Regions from separate parts of the Lactuca sativa genome. Here region 1 is linked to region 2. The links are chromatin contacts, called in public Hi-C maps. All regions are on one chromosome and are shown on one strand. The core of a region is the stretch at or near the end of the contact, and the rest is flanking DNA. Distances in the headings are between cores, read along the strand shown. Region 1 holds the start of LOC111903529 (ethylene-responsive transcription factor-like protein At4g13040). Region 2 holds the start of LOC111903530.

Region 1 (4,022 bases), core at 91-2,590, 160 kb after region 2:
GTATTCACATTGTAACCTATACCTTTGTTATATCCAGACAATCAAGAGCTTAAACAGATTTATATACTCTTCGTGTTCATTTACTTTACGAAATCATTATTTGACTGAATTACTGACTCATCAGAATTTCAGACTTGTTTTTGAAATTCCAAACTTTTTTTTTTCCAAAATCCAAAATTTCAGTTCGAAATATGGAATGTTGGTCCGGAATTCAGTCTAAAATATATTTTTTTTGTCAGAAAAAAATGTTTTTTCTTGGTTTGAAATGCCCATTCCGGACCAAGTGATTATTTTTTATAAAAAAAATGTTATTTTCTTCAAATACATATTAAAATGTGATTAGATTACTTAGTTTCCCTTGAAATAATAATAATAATAATAATAATAATAATAATAATAATAATAATATACACAAACAAAAACTACTCATTGTTCCAAACTTAATTTTCTTTTTTAATAATAATGATGATTAACTTGAAACCAAAATCAAACACTAATTTATAAAATATATATTTACATTTATATTTAAATCTAAAGTTTGGATAAATGTTACTTAACTGCAAACAAAATTAAACATTACATCATGTTTAACATATCACCTGAAAAATTAGCATATCAATAAGTTATCTCAATCATCTAATAAAAAACTAGTATTTAAGTCAATTTATCAACAATTTTATAATCTGATCAAACACTAAATTATAATAATTGATAAATAAACTAGCTTATCTATGTATTTGCTAAACATGACCTAATTATTAATGCTCCAACAATGATTTCAATAGAAAAATCTAATATGATCATTTTAATCTTGTGATTTTCTTTACTCATGCGAAAATTAAATTTTGTTCGTATTGCAATTTAAAAGTAAACTTAAATAAATTAAAAATTATAAACTGCTATTCAAACCCTACACCATTGACATCGTCACATGAAAACAAAAATATATATGAATAAGAAAGATGATGCCATTGGCATCCACACAAATTTTGTTTACAAAACATGTACATGTGATACAAAAAGTCACATTTTGGTTGGTTTTCTGTAAATAACTCTAAGCCCAAGGGGAATTGTGTAGAAATGGGCAAAGAAAATTCAAAAAGTTGAGCAGTAGCATAAGGATAATATGGTAAATTTGACCAAAGAAAACCTAAGACCCACAAACACAAAGGGTGTTACAACTTACAGCCTTCTTTAAAGCTCAAAACTTGTTTAAGTAAATTACACAATTACCCTCATTCAACACACTTTCTCTCTCTACAAAAACATTACAATCAAACCACCACCCTTGACCTCTCTCTCCCTTTCTACACAACAAAACATAATGAGAGGTGAAATAAAAACAAAAGGTGGTAGATGCATGAGCAACTACAATTCCCCTCTTTCTATCTCTCCAACTCTTTCTCTCTCTCTTCACTCTTTCTCTCTCTCTCTCTCTCTATATAATAATATACATATATAGATATATCTATATCTCAACTTTCTCTCTCCAACCTCACCACCTTGCCTTTGTAATCCTCTTCACTATCATCCAGATCAAAACCCCTGTTGATTTCGTGACCTTTCTTGGTTTTTGCGCTGTTTTCACCACCTTCGCAGTCGCAGGTATCTACAACACAAAGACTCTAACTTCGTTTACAATGTCTGTACTTCGCTGCGCCCCCACCACTCTGTTCTACCTATAAACCCAAAATTAGGGGCTTTCTTCCAAATCGTTCATCAACGTTAATTTGTGTAGATGATATGATCGTTTCTTTTCTTCAAGTTTTTTAGTTAATTAATCTGTTTTGGTTTGTGGGTTTTTTCTTGATTGATTGGTAAGTAGGGGTTAAGACTTCGTTTTTGTTGGGCCTTCGTCCATAAAAGGTGGTAGGTTGGTGGGTTGACTTATTTTATGAACACAAATGAAGCTTTTTTCCTGATTTTTTTTCCCTCGATCGAGATTCTCTTTCTATTTGGCAGGATGTTTGCTCTATTTGAGGTTATAATTTCTTGTGGGGTTCCCACGTTTTTGGGTTTTCTTGATTTAAGTTGGTCTGTTCAACTTTGGAAATTCAAACATTTTCCCCATCTGGGGTTCGAATTATGAGCAAGATTACGAGGTTTTGTCACCTTTTGTCCCATGTTCTTGTAATTATTTCGGTGATTCATCACCCATGAAGTGGGGCTGACTCGATATTTCTCCCATGTCCTTTCCTGTACATTTGAAATCGACCTTTTGGTGTTCGATCAAATGCTTCAGTGCTTTCATAGTTAAGATCCTCAAACCCCTTTGTTGTCCTGCTTTTGTAGTTAAGATCCTCAAACTTTATGTGCTAATGTGGCTCTTGTTTTTGTCATATTTAACTTTTTTTTTCTTTGTTTATAACTTGGACTTCTTTCTTTGATTTGTTTAAGATTGTGATAGGAAGCTATGGTGAGCATTCGTCGACAAAGATTGATCAAGCTTTATGGTACTTCTTCAAATTAACCAACTTTTTGTTATAATGTAGATATCGTGAGGCTTACTTGTTATTTTAGACAGGGTGAAAATCCTTATTTATGCAACAATGTTTCACCCTTTTAGACATTTCACTATAGGACCAAAATGTGGAACATTTTAACTATAACCTCCAAAATTTGTGTCGGTTGCATAAATTGTTACAAAAAGCGAAACATTGTTTCATAAAAAAAAAAAAAAAAAAAAAAAAAAAAAAAAAAAAAAACACTTTGTTGCATAAATTGAGAAAAAGGTGAAACTTTGTTGCATAAACATACGTCTTAACCCATTCAGCTATATACAAACCACTTACTTAATTGATTCATTTGTGAATCTTGAATGCATAAAGAATTTTGAATCATGCATTTGTTGATAATTTGCTTTGGTGAATGTCAGGGAGAAGTCCTTCTCTAGATTTGATATCATCATTTGAAAACGGACATTCTCCTGGTGGTGGTTGGGTCCAACATGGCAGACAGGTCAGCATGCATCCAACACCTTTGGTTGACCGATCTACAGAGGTACATGATAAAATATAACTTTGTTTTCATAAATGGCATAAAGTTGTATCTTTGTTATCTTATACTTGATAACTTGATTGATGTTTTAGCAGGAGAAAACAAAGTGTGAAGAACCTGAATCCTTAAATGTTAATGAATCGAGCTCATCTAATAAGCAGCAGCCATTTCAGCTTCCAGGTTTGTGTATTCTTAATTTTTGAAGTTAATGGTTTTGATTGAGCAACATATGTGTGAATATTGTGCACTTTTAAGCTTTAAAGAAAAAGGATTGTGAGTATATTTTAACTATGGGGAAATGGAACGAAAAAAGTAAAAGAAACAACACCTTACATTGTTGGTTGACTTTAGTTTTGACCAATTTTAAATTGTTATTCAGTGTTCAAAAGGCGAAAAAGACACAGAAGAAAGCATTTTGAGAATCAAGAACCTTGCATAATGAGAGGGGTGTATTACAAAAACATGAAATGGCAAGCTGCCATTAAAGTGGACAAAAAACAGATCCATTTAGGCACAGTTGGCTCCCAAGAAGAAGCTGCTCGTTTGTATGACAGGTTTACAAATCAAATCAAATCAAATCACATTGCATTTTTATATGTTTGAAATTTTGACTCCATTTGGGTTTGATTTTGTTTGTATAATAGGGCTGCTTTCATGTGTGGTAGAGAACCGAATTTTGAGCTTACAGTAGAGGAGAAGGACGAACTCAGTAAACTGAGTTGGGATGAGTTCTTAACTGTGACTCGGTCTGCGATCAACAGCAAAAGTAATTCAACAAACTCCCTCTTATTTTGTATCCTTTCAAATGATTGATTGTCTATTTTATCAATTAAACAATTATATAATTTTTTTTCTCAGAACATCAAAGAAGAGTGAGTTCACGAATGAAATTTGAACATCCATCACAGAACAAAGATGATGATCAGAAAGCTGAGGAGGATCAAGGAGGAAACAGCTTCTCAGCATCCGATGATGCAGAGACATCAGCATCTTGAAGTTGATGATGGTTTTTATTTTATTTATCA
Region 2 (3,543 bases), core at 1,035-3,534:
AACACTTTTAAGTTTGATGTTGATTGGCTACCTAAAGCTCAAATATATGCATTCCCAAACAAGAATAAATCTTTAACATCAAAGAGGCTGTATTTACTACACGAGTCAAGACCAGAGAGACCTCGATAAGCTTTCGGGCTATTTCTGATGGTGTTGAAGAGAAGGGCATTCATGTCTTTTACACATACAAGAATTACCATAAAAAAGAGGCTAACAAATGAATGATTGGTGAACTAAATTAACTTTCTTAAAAAGTCAAAACATGTAAATGATGACTTATGTTTAAGAATACGCATGATTTGTTACTCATTCATGAAAGGCCTTTGTTCCTCAGTTTTTCTGAAGACGTCAACAAATAAAGAAAAGGCTTTGTTAGGATAAAACATCCGCTTTTTAACATAAAAGAAACATAATTTACAATGGATCAGTAAAATAAAACTGCATTATTCAAGACTCTGGCATATGAACATAAAGTTAAGCTCTAAAAAAATAAAAAATATATATTTGAACATGTCAAAAAAAACATATTGTTGGGAATTCTGTTGAAAGGTCGTGAGATTTTGTAGTCCCGATTAAACAGTAACTCAATTCCAATTACTCACTCCGATTTTATAACAAAAAAAAAAGTGGAGATCTCTGAGTTTTTTATCTGAGCACTCAGATTTTATTAAACAAATTTCTTTTCAATTTTTTTTAATCATAATCCAATTCCAGCTCTTTTCGTCTCTCTTTTTCCCTATAAATAGATATATAGATGGATGAAAATTATGTCATTCAACCCTCAAAAAGCTTCTAAACTTCTCTTCTATTATCTCATTCTTTCATATAAAATCATTTTGTTATTCCATTCAAGGCCGATTTTCACATCAAATTCGTACCGTTTAAGCAACGATCAACATGTGTCCAGCTAATTAGCACGTGGTCATGCGGGAGTAGGGTTTGATTTTAATTTGAATATTTTTATTATTGTTTGAACATTTTAGATTTTTAGGACTTATTTTATTTTTTTAATTCATTGAATTTTAGTGTGGAAACATTCAAAACAGTGTCGGTGTGTAAACGCAAAACTAATAAATTTTAACATGATACGATTTTTAGAATTCAAACATGAAACTAGAAGTGATTACTGTTTTCCAATTTATTAAAAACTTATTATTTTTTAGAGAAATTAAATATCCTCTACTCTTTGTTCCTACAAATCTTAAAAATAACATGTGTTACATTTAATGTGCATTTAATATTATTTTAATATACTAAAATCACACATGTCATCATTTAATTGATCATTTAATTGAATGGGTAGTAGGATTTATAGGAAAAAAAGTAGGAGGATATTTAATTTCTCTATTTTTTATTTAAAGTTCACGACTTTCTTACAATTAATTACATGTTTTCTTTTAGGATTAATTGGACTCTGTCAAATTTAGTCAAAAAAGCCTGAAATTAATTGAAAACTTCTTGTGTCTATCTTCTTTCTAGCATCTACATAGCATATGTGAGTGCCTTAAATGAACTGCTCTAATACAGAAGCTAAGATATAAGGTTAAGTGTGGAATGACATAAAAACCAAACTTCCTCCTAACCCTTTATCTTTTGAAAAAGAGAACTACAGTTAGATTTTTAGTTCAAATGTAGAACCTTCCCAATGCAGAATTGATATGGATTTCTTTCCAATTTAACAAGATTACTCTAATTGCAGCACTTGTTCTAAAGTTAAATCTTTTTGAAAGCTTTTTTTCTCTTAGAAGCTTAGCAATTTTCAAATAAAAAGACAAACATGTTTAGATCCATTTAACATCATAGTGCGGGTGTGACTCTTTATCTATCAAATTGAGTATCAATAAAAAGAAGAAGAAGAAAAACAGAATCCCCACCAAAAAACGATGAAATCATTAACTATCACACACTCCCGAACCCTCAAATAGAAAACCAACCAATGTACTATGAAATAGAAACCATAAACGAGAGACACAAATATCAAGTTCGAATGTTGAAATGGGTAAAAAGTTACCTTTTATCGGACGAACCTCCCTTCTGGCTCGGAAAGGATCGGAACAGCGGCGAGTTGACGTCGTAAATCATTGTCGTCCCGGCCAATGAATATCGGAAAATTTCAAGAAGCTATCTAATTATTTTCAGTTTCTTAGGTTTAAAACCCTAAAATTTGCAGCGTAAAGAAACTCACTGTAACGATTAATAGAAGAGATCCCTTAATAGAAAACAAAAATCCGGGTCGGTTCGAATTTTGTGTCAGCCGCCCCATCGTTTAGGATCGAGTTTATTAATATAAAATTGAAAATATCCATATCCATATCTCCTCTGTGTACTGACTCAGTATGGTCACATTTTATTTTTCATTTTGTTATCAGTTTTTCTTTATTTTTCTTTCACACGTCAAAAGATAAGAAATTGTTGTACTTTATTAGGGATCCAATTTTATTATCTTAATTTTTTAGGATAATTACAGTAAAATCCCTATATTTTGGCAAAAGTTTTAAAAAAGTCCTAATTTTTTTTTTTGAATGAAAAAACTCAATAAACCGGATAAACCGGACAATTTAGTCTTTATTATCCGGTGACCCTCATTTTCCCGGTTAAAGAAGTCTACATGGACTGGGCATGTTTAGGTGGACTTAACGAAACTTAAATATATACATCATTCGTTCCTTTCGTGCCCTAAAATCGGACCAGGCGAAAATCGAAGCAGGAGGAGGAGCCTCCAATGTCGTCTTCATCTTCTGTAAGAAGCAGAAGTTCAAATCGAAGAGTGATGAATCGACTGAGAAGCAGGTGATATTGCGGTGATCCCGTTGGAAAATGGACTTCGTGGACTCCCTTTAACCCAGGAAGAAGGTTTATAGGTTGCCCAAATTACCAGGATGCACTTAAAGACTGCAAGTTCTTCCAATGGGTGGATCCTCCTCTACCAAATCACTGGTATGCAAATCTCTTACTAGAATTTCACAACAATGTTAATTTGGAGAACAATGCAATTTTCAGGGACTATGGACAACAACAAGTTGAAGGGAAATTTTTTGAGGACGTTGTGGAACAACCAGTGGCAAATCAACCCGTGGAAGGAGTGGCCATTAAAGTACAGAATGGAGAACAAGGTGGAAAATGGAAATCTTTTTTTTATGTGTTCATGGTTTCTTTTGTTTTTGTGTTGGTGATGTTGAAGGATTTGTAGGATAGACAGAAGATGGATGGAAAATAGTGTGTTGGTGTCTTTTATGTGTTTTGATTGTGTTTTGGTGTCTTTTAGGATAGACAGAAGATGTATGGAAATCATGGTGTTTCCTTTTCTCAAGTGAAATGAATTAACAAGTTTATGTTTATGTATGAGTCATAAGTGCTTCGAATGTAATCATGAGTGAATAGAATGGAATGAAACAATGAATGGAATCATTAATTAATTGAATCAATAAACAATGGAATGAATATAGAATATAATCAAACATGTTTAATAAACAATGGAATCAATAATGATTGGAATCATGCATGACCGGAATCAAGTATGGTTGGAATCATGCATGATCGAAA

Evidence for each region. A called contact is a pair of places that touch in the nucleus more often than the background predicts.
Region 1: a Hi-C map of bud shows a contact between it and region 2, with 9 times the contacts expected there. The contact joins the promoter of LOC111903529 here to the promoter of LOC111903530 in region 2. A contact is called at or near these places in 4 of 4 Hi-C or Micro-C datasets (bud, leaf and seed).

The regions. Positions count from the first base shown.
Region 1 is chr5:354,989,978-354,993,999 of Lsat_Salinas_v11, forward strand. It overlaps LOC111903529 (ethylene-responsive transcription factor-like protein At4g13040), which reads left to right and starts at 1,341. Exons shown (of 7, transcript XM_023899304.3): 1 at 1,341-1,605; 2 at 2,408-2,453; 3 at 2,876-3,000; 4 at 3,090-3,177; 5 at 3,377-3,551; 6 at 3,642-3,763; 7 at 3,856-4,022. The coding sequence starts at 2,414. The coding sequence ends at 3,992.
Region 2 is chr5:354,828,095-354,831,637 of Lsat_Salinas_v11, forward strand. LOC111903530 reads right to left here and starts at 2,285. Exons shown (of 2, transcript XR_008223814.1): 1 at 2,012-2,285.